Linked DNA regions of Drosophila melanogaster: region 1 is linked to region 2. Evidence: chromatin contacts called from public Hi-C data. All regions are on one chromosome and are shown on one strand. The core of a region is the stretch at or near the end of the contact, and the rest is flanking DNA. Distances in the headings are between cores, read along the strand shown.

Region 1 (4,899 bases), core at 2,237-4,736, 1.0 Mb before region 2:
GCCACTCCCCATTCCCACTCGCATGTCCAATCCCACTGCCACTACCCACACACAAACACACACACGCTCGGCAAGAAGGGAATCACGTCTCCGCCAGCCAGATTAGCAGGAGTATGTATGTGCAGCAAGGCCTGCAACTCGTGGAAGACGCGAAATTGAATCCGTCGAGGGAAGTGAAATTGGCATTGGCACGATGAGAGGACTAGGACCATCGAGCCGTAGTTATGAAATGTTTTGCTGCCCCCCATTCCTCGCGACGAGTTGGAAAACTCCAGGACTCGATACCCATACCGAACGGACTTACAAGCGGTCGCAAGTGACCGAAGATATTTTATTGCCACGTCCATGTGGCCACACGGAGACAATCTCTAAGTAAGACGCCACTTGCAAATGGACACAAGGATTCCGAGTCTGTGTAAATACATTTTTGCGACGCGCTTGCTTGTTTATTTGGCTGGCGACTTTAGCCCGGTTTCAGTTTCAGATTCATTTTCATTTTCAGTTAACTTCACTCCTTCCGCACTTCACTCAGGCACACCCACACCAACATCCAGACCAACACACACACACACACACACTTCCTGGCAGGACACCCACGCAAACTCGTGCACACACTGCTCAGTTGGACGGCCGGCGACATTTTCGTTTTGGCATTTCGCATGCAATTTGCGGTTCATTGATTCGGAAGTTTTCCCATTTAACTTAAGCCTCTTTAACAATCCTATTGACGCAAATTTCTACTTACCGTTGCCCGGGCACTTGCCGCCGCAGTGGAACCGATACCACCGATGCCACCGATGCAGATGGTTCACTGCCATCCACACTGAAACGGAACAGATGCCTTTGCAAGTGCTCCGGTTGGTCGGTCGGTCGGTCGGTCGGCCGATCCCCCTATGCCCTTCATTCCTTTGATTGCTGTTCACCTCAGTGTCCACTTAGTGCCAGTACCCCCCACATCCCATCTCAACTCATTCCAATCCCATTCCCGGCCAGCAGCATGGCAATGGGTGAACCATTCAACCTGCTCGATAATTATAATAATGTGTGACGGACCTGCCCTCCAGATGGCATCGCTGCTGACACGCATGAAGTCCTTCGGTGCAAACGGGGGCAAAAAGCCCCTTGATCTGCTTGACAAAGGAGTCTTCAAAGTTAATGAATTAGGCAAGTCTGATTCTGACAGCACAACAAAATGTTCCAATACGGCATTGCACGCGAACAGCTTAAGATGTAGGAGTGGCGCCTAGGCGGGATAAAAGTAGTCCCAGAGGAGCACTTCCAGCAGCCGCTGCTGGGGGATCATCAAAGTAACCGTCTCTCCAGGCGGCAGGCACATTAGCAACAGCATCGCTATCCGTATCATCGATGAGCTGGCCGTCGGGAAGCTCAGAAGGACATGAGCCGACTAGCCGGATTGGATGCCAAAGGAGCAGTAAACCAAAGCACCGCTCCAAGGGCAGGTGCATTGTGCAATCTTTTGGTATTTTGTTGGCTTTGCACATTTGGCGTAATGCCAAAACACAATAAAAAATGAGCAAGAGTCGGGGCCAAGGATAAGGATGAGGATGAGCCTGAGCATCCTGGAGCAAGCGGAGAGGAGTGGCGCGGAGAGGAGGTCTAAAGCAAAACAACTGCGGCAGACGATGGCGAAAACAAAAAGACAATGCCAACTTGACTCGACTCGACGCAACTCAACTCAACACCTGAGGAAGGCAAACACTTGAAGACGCGAAGCGGGAACCCCATTTTCCGCCATCAGGACGATGAGCACCGGGATGAGCAGCGAGGACGTGCATTCATTCAAATCGACTCAGTGCCCCTTGCGCCTGGCCTCTTGCTCGTCCAACTCCTCGCAAGGAATTCATTTTAATGCACAGGCGGGCCAGGCTGGTCGTCCCAGCCAGGAAACGATTGCAGGCAGACACGGATGGGCCACGGGGTGGGGTCGGATGTTGGATGTCGGATGTAGGATGTCGGATTCAAAGCCACCAGGGAGAGTCGCTTAAGGGTGCGTGTGGTGCGCCAAGATGTGGGTGCTGCTGCTCCTGCTCCTGCTCCTGCTCCGCACTCCGCGGCCTTAAACGGCCAAAGTGCAATCCAGAAACACAACACAAACAGTCAAAGGAGCTGCAGCTGGCGCAGCCAGGACTACGGAGGTCCTGTGCTGCCAGCCAAACGCAAAGCACCGGCTACAGTCGAGTCGAGCCAAGTCAAGACCGAGTCTATAATTTTTGTTGTGGTTCCTGTCTATTGTCTATTGTCTCTCGCCGCCCTTCTCCCTTTATCCCCCAGTAAACTGGTATCCTTCGCCAAGGGCAGACACATCTCCGTCTCCAGCTCCAACGCCTTTGCTCCTTGGCTCCTGGCTGCTCCGCGAGCTGGGGAAATGAGCCATTCGCGTGAATTACTGAAATCGGATCTTGCCCGCCCCGCTCCCCAGCGGACCGTACTTGACTCATGGCTGTTGCACACCCTTAAAGCTTAAAGCCAGATGTAAATGAGTGCCCAACAATGTACAATCCGATCCGCCGATTTGTTCATACAGCTAGTCAACATAACTTTGATCTTAAGCTATATGTATACCCAGATATATGAATATTTGGAAATATGAGATCAAGACTGTAGATCAAGTTGTGGAGTGGAGTATCGAGTATCAGTAATATGTTTCCAATGGTACTACTCTAGGCCCCTACGCCTGAACGTTGATTACTTTTATTTATCAGATTGCTAGCTTTTCGCTTGTCTCTAGAGAAATGGGTGAAAGGGCATACATAAGGCTACTTATTAACAAAAAAATTTCTTATTTTTGTACTAAATGCCTTCTAACAGTTATTTTCATTTTGAAATATCCCACCCAAAACTAGTGCTCCACTTCTGATCGCAAGACTCCGCTTGTAAGGCCTTATGTTCCTTTCAACCCTGTAGTAATTTGAACGGAAGTTTTGGGGCTTCACGATTTTTGTGGTTAATTTCCAGGCATCCTAAGTCTGCGAAAATTAATCGAAGGCATGAAAAGCCCAAGGGCGGTTGCTATATCTACATCCGCATCCGGAGGCGACGATCTGCCAACTGACTCCAGCTGGAGTCGGTGTCTTCCCTATCGTTCCGGTCCTCGTACGGATGTGGAGTGAAAGCTCTCCCAGATGTGAGTGAAAGCTTCTGAAAACAGAGCGCCGGCGCCGATTGAGTGCTTCTCAAAATTGTGGGTGGTGCCAAAATTAGCTTGAGTGCTTTGTCTTGAGATAAGAGTGTTTTACTTAATAGGAATTTTATCGGGGCTACCTGGTGTCCAAGTCGCTGGATTTGCTGGTGATCCAAAGCACTTGTATCCTTCTGTCCTTTGCTTCGAAGCTTCATTATTTTCTCTAGCTGATTTTAAATAGCGCGCCCAAGTGGCGAATGCATTATCGATAACTACCGACAGATACTGTTTGGCCAGTCGACGTGCACGGTTGCACGCAGCGTGGACTATCGAGAGAAGCGTTATCGATGTGTGGTCGCTTATCGATGCAGTTTTATAAACAGAACTCTAAAGTACAACAAAAGCACAAATTAAGCAGCTGCCGCGCGAAAAAACAACCATCTCGGCCCCGCTCGCATCTCGGCATGTCCAGCGGCGGGAGGCGCAGCGCCTAGTCCCGCGCCTCCGCTCCTCTCAAGGAAATCCCCCTGCGCCGCCACGCAATTATGCAAGTTGCAGCAGTGGATCTAACTGTACTCGCCGCCAGTGGAACAGCAAGAGGAGGAGGAGGAGGAGCCCCACGGGCCCGAGCCCATGACCCTTGACAACCCGTGGCAGGCACCGCCACCGCTAGAAGACGAGTCCACACACTCGGTAAATAGGTGCCCACCAGTGGCCGACCAGGCGTCACAGACTAACTCTTCTCCTGCCGCCTATAGACATGAACCAGAAACATTCCGAACCATTCTACATATCGCCCCGGCTGTTCGACAACCGTCGTCTCAAGCGGCGCCGCTGTCGGTGGATGGAACGCCTGCTTGAGCACCAGCGGATCTGCATGGCCCGGATGCGCGACCAAGTGGCTCTCGCCTCCAAGACTGACCGGCAGCTGTCCCATCTGCAGCGGCGCCATGTCGCCTCCACTTTGCAGCCGGACGTGACCATCGACCTGCTGTCGGATGACGATGAGACCCCATCGGCCGGACAGCCCGCTGCAGCTGGCCACAATCGCCTCCTGATTCCTGCCCCAGGGCACCGAGCACATAGAACGGGCAGAAGGCAGGCGCCGCGCAGAGCTGCCACCCACTCATACCCAGTGACCGACAGCATCCTGATAACCAGCGATGACGAGCACAACGAGCAGGAACCCAGCAGCACGGCAAGAGTGCGCTCCCAGCTCTCCATGCGCTCACCGCCACCGCTCGCACCGCTCACACAGTCGGAGACCATCGAAGAGGTAACTGTTTCGTTGGTGCCGCGCACCTCCACCACTGCCAACTGCCTGACGCGGGTGTCAGGTCACCCCAAGCCGTGTCGAGCGTCGACGGCGGCCAGCAATGGATTCGCCACCGCCGAAGGCGGAGAGGGCGGCAATGAAACGGGCTGTTTTCTGGAGGTGGACGTGGGCGGAGGCATCACAGCCACGCTGCCGGACGAGACGACCGTTCACACGGTCATCGCAAACCGTATTTACGAACTCTCGCTGAGCAAACTACGCGAAGGCCTGGCTTTTAGTGGAGTGCCGGAATACACGAACGACCTGATGCCGGAGCAGCTGCAGAAACTGTCACCGGCATTGCGCGCCAAAGTGGCGCCCTTGGTGGCTCCCTCGCCGCCCACGCCCATCTCCCTAAAACTGTCCAGCGACCTCAGCATATCACTGATCTCAGACGAAGACGATTGCGAAAGCACCGGTCCACATGTCAACGGAGGAGTCG
Region 2 (4,853 bases), core at 603-3,102:
GACAAACACGGGCTTATGCTCTCTGTGAGAATGCGTTAAAGAATGATGGTCGACATGGTTACCATATACCGGGAGCTGAACTCAAATTAGAATTATTGTATATCGCTCTCTTCTTACGTGCCGTTGCAGCTCAACTCAATTATCGTTAATCTGGAACATCTTTAAAAAAATGCATGTGAATGGGAAAAAGATAAGCGCAAGAAAGAAATATTTTACAGGGCAAGAAAAAAAGCAAAAAATTAAGTAACCAAAAGAATTTTTTCAACTTCTTTGGAAGGTAATTCAATGCTTTTTGGGCATTTATGGAAAACTGAACCAGAATTCTGAAACCAAAGCTTCGGTAAGTGCATTTTTACAGGGAACTTATGGTAAAATATAAAAAAAAAAATATGAAAAAAAAGCTAAGCTCAGAATATTCACACGCTGACTACATGTTGTTTCACTTGTTTTTAGAAGCAACATTCCGCATATGGAGCTATTACAAATCAATTTCTAATAATCATACTCCAATTTATTTACAGAAAACAGTGAGTTACCGTTGTTTATTGTGAATTCAGTGTAAGAATGCGAGTTTGCCCACCCTACTCTTGATTAGTGGACAAAAGGGAGCAGCAAATCAAAAAGTGGCGTAAGTGCAGCCGATCGATCGTTCGAATTCAAATTCGATTTCGAGCGCGAGGGTTTTTCGTGTTGCCTTCTGTGCGGCTTTTCTTGTTTCGAAATTCCCACGGCTGTTTGTCTTGTACTTGTTTTCGTAAAAAAAAAAGAAGAACCAAAACTAAAGGGAACGCAAAAGAACAAGAAGCATAGAGAAGACGAAAACTTACCCGCGTAACAAAAAAAGCAGCTGTCGCAGTAGCAGAGCAAAACCAGCACTGCAAGCAGAGACGCCAACTTCGGCTGCGACGGCATCTCGATGGCTAATGTTGCTGTTATTGTTGTTTTTGGACGACGTCGACGCAGCGACGACGCCGCAGATTTGAGCATTTGTTGTTGCCTTTCGGTATTCGTATTTCTGGGATTTCGCTTTGTTTTCTTAGCGGCCTTCCTTCGCTCTTCTAGTTTTTAGTGAAAAGTCTAGTTTTAATTACACATCGCTCACATCTTTTTTGGCTAAAATATAAAATATACAAGAGCGAATGAAATTTTAAACGTCACTTTTTCAGTTTTCTTTGTGCCAGCCATTCGCGCACACACAACACTCACACAGGCACACCTGCCACAGGTTAAAGAGCGAGTCAGCGAGCGAGAGAGAGGGAGCGATCAAAAACGAATCGAGGGAGAGAAAATAAGAATGCAAAAGCAAAAACCAAAAAAAAAACCACCTCTCTCTTTCGCTCTCACTGTTTTGAACCCTTGTTTCATTTGAGGCTTTAAGACCGGTTTTCAAACTTGTTTTCACATGCAATTCTTGCACACAGACACAGACTGGCATATTCGTGGCTAAGAAACAATTGATCAAATTTTTGAAATAAACAAATGCTTATTTCACATTGCCTTGCTCTTTGGCGGCATTGCTTCACACAAAACATCAGTAATAAAACAGAACAAAAACCAACAAAAAAACGCGATCGGTGCGGTGCGAAAGAAACGCGAAAGGTGCGCGCTTACTGCTTTTCCTCCTTCCTTCTGGACACAAGTATGTTCTTCTTTCTGCCACCAGGGTTACCATATACCCATAAACCGTTCGGCCAACGCTTAGCACCACAACGATTAACAATTAACAATGAACTCGAGGGTCCGACAGGCACAAGTCGCCATTTGTAGTTGCTGCTGTCGCTGAATTTGCAACTCCCCGACGAGCAACCGAAAGACAACCGTTCACTACGCGCGCACAAAACGAACTGCGCTGCCCCGTCACAGTCGCTGCTGCGCTGCGCTGCTTCTTCTTTCTCGTCTCCGCTGCTTCGGCCTCTGCCGACGACTGGCACAGTGGACCGCGTTGTCTGGTCAACAGAAGTGGGTGGCGCAACCGCGGAGCGTGCCAATGGGTTGTAGCTGAAAATTAAGACTTCACGTGCAAATGGCACAAAATGATAATAAAGTAACTAAGCACAAGCAAAGAACATAAATGAGTTGGAGTAATATTAATAATGGTAGGTAGCATAAAAAAAATACATTTTTTGTTGGCAGCCAAACTAAGAGCCTCGAACATATTTTCGGCTCCAACTCACAATGCCATGGACTCAAACCGCAAACATGACAGCCTCGCCTCACTGTGCAGTTTCCTCTCACAACCAGCGCACAATCACTCGAAATGGCCAACTTCACTCAACTTTGAGCGGGCTATTCTGAGTGCCATCCAATTGCCGTTTGATTGGCTAAGTTGAAAAAGAAAGCGCACTAATTGTGTTTTGTATTACGATGAAATAATACTCAAACCCAAAAAAAAATTCTACTGGCATGAGCGGAAAGTATCGGATCGTCATACTTTGATTAATAAAAAGCAGAAATAATATACATATACATATGTAATTAGTTACCAGAGCTTTGAGCGCAACGCCAGCTGACTTGGGGCCCCTGGCAATCCAAAATTGCAGGAGTGTTTAATGGAAAATGCATGTACTTACTACGTACATATATACAAATATGTAAATAAATTCTGATTACGCCACCCCAAATTTTGCTCCTCCAGCGCCTTTTATTTTGGCGCATGCATTTTTTAAGTGTGTTAACAACACATTTTGACTAACAAACTTGGCGTTTTCTCCGCATTAAAATTAAGCACACACAAAATGTATGCAAAATGTAATGCAATTGTAAGTTGTGTGCGTGTTTTCCCATTTTCCACAGGCGAAGACGAAGAAGAAGCAGCCATCACGCAGAGAAGGATGCGAAATAAAATGTGCATTTCAAAATGCACTTAAAAATTGTTGTCGCGCCGTTCTGTGTGTGAGTGTTTTTAGCGAGTGTGCGGCGTGTGTGTCCCGCCAGAGGTCACAGGTCAACTTCGTCGCCTGCCAATTAAAACTTTTTATGCGCTGCGGCGACTCCACTCACAAAACGAGCAGTAGGAACTGGCTTTCCAGAGATGACAGTTCTCCCTCCATGTGGTAATACTACTGTTTAATGGCAAAAGCTGGCAATATTTTAAATCGAGTCCCTCTAATGCGTTGGCTTTAAACTTTAGCCCTCGAATTGGGCATATGCTTAAATGGGTTTTAAAATGAGTTTTCATAATTATGTTGCTTTTATCGACATCAAACTGACGAGAATTGGGTGTTTTCCGAACCTTCCTGCTATCACCCTGTCACGCACCCATCGCCAGCGGCCACACACACACAAGATGGCAGGGAAATTATGAATGCGATTTCAGTTAATTAAGAACACAACAATTACGCGGCCAGTGGATGAGGCATGGCATGGCATAGCGGGGCTATGAATTTCCAAAAGAATCACTTTTAACTTTAAATGGAGTCCGCATTATATCGGTATGCTATTTAAAGGGTAAGTAAACTGCACTCGAGCTCGTAAAACCGATCCTCAACTTTCGGCCGGCGAGGAACAAATGTGGAGGAAATGTGCAAAACTAACTCGGAAAATGCACTCAACTTCAGCCACGCCCCCCCTTGCCCACGCATGTGTCGTATTGTTTTGAGTTGGAAATTTTGTCGTTTGCGCAACAAGTTGGCAAATTCAACCAACGACCAGAGTCTCGGCGACTGTGTGGGTGCAGAAATGTATTGGTGTTTGAGCAGCGCTTTCGCCACTTTCACTCCTTTGTTTGGCCGCCTTACACACACGCACACATACACACACTCATTGAGTGCAGGACACACGCAAATCGGAAATCCAAGCAAAGTTTCCCTCACCCATCAAATGGCAAAAGGTGTAGCCTACCTTTGAGGGCTGAAATTTCAGCAGCCCTGAAACTCTCGAAAGGCGGAGAAATTTGCAGAAACATGGTCGTATGGTCGTAATACGCTAAATTTTAGTAAAACAGCAATATTAAATAAATATATAAATATTTTTCTAGCATATCGATAGAAATTTAAAAGGCCTTATAAAATTTTGAAAAAATATCAACACATTTATCAAAAGTGTGGACGTGGCAGATTTGTGCGGCTTGTGGACGTTAGATTGCGCTGCGTCTATGTTCCTACAATCTGTAGGATTAATCTCAACCTTCTAGCTTTTATAGTTCCTGAGATCTCGACGTTCATACGGATGGATAGGCGGACATTTCCAGGTCGACTCGGATCTTGATCCTGATCAAGAATATATCAACTTCATATGGTCGGAAACGCTCTCTTCTGCTTGTTACACACTTTTGAACGAATCTAAAATACCCTTTTTTTCAACCAGTAACGAGTATCAAAATTTGATGAAGAAGGGACAAGTGGCAATTTGTAGAAATAGAATACGCTACGAAATTGATTTAAATAAACGCTCTACGTTGACAATTGGACATTTCAGCTAATAATTTTATGTAAAAAGGCAATGCTCTGCTCCGGATACCCATCTTCGTTCCATTGCTTACTCCTCCATTTCGTGTCATTGCAATTTGACTCTTCATTACAAATTTTTCAACCCAGCGGCGAATAAATAAAACTTAATTATGCCTAATTGAGTTAAATGATTAACGGGGCATTTCACTCCCCATTTCCATGTGACCTGTGATCCATTCAATTTCCACATGGCCAGTCGATTGGTCAGTCGGACATGGCTTAACACTCAAATTGATTTGAAATGTGCTTAAAAAATTATGCTACACACGGACACACGGGGCAACAACAAAACGAAAACAGAATCAGGTTGGTCGGTGTGTGGGTGAATTGAAAAATGGGAAATAGGAAATGACTGCACCGCAAGAAATAGTAGGTAACTAACAATTATCAGAGATTTCTGGGGCG

Evidence for each region. Hi-C and Micro-C count contacts between places; a contact is called where the count stands out from the background.
Region 1: a contact with region 2 is called in a Hi-C map of the Kc167 cell line, with 8 times the contacts expected there. The contact joins the promoter of a6 here to the promoter of sdk in region 2. A contact is called at or near these places in 1 of 107 Hi-C or Micro-C datasets (the Kc167 cell line) and 2 of 6 datasets of contacts at active chromatin or transcription factors (both in the Kc167 cell line).

Annotation. Positions count from the first base shown.
Region 1 is chrX:1,694,476-1,699,374 of dm6, reverse strand. It overlaps a6 (a6,), which reads left to right and starts at 3,486. Exons shown (of 2, transcript NM_057961.5): 1 at 3,486-3,835; 2 at 3,901-4,899. The coding sequence starts at 3,903.
Region 2 is chrX:683,833-688,685 of dm6, reverse strand. sdk (sidekick) reads right to left here and starts at 1,852. Exons shown (of 15, transcript NM_134315.4): 1 at 1,560-1,852; 2 at 828-1,113. The coding sequence starts at 987.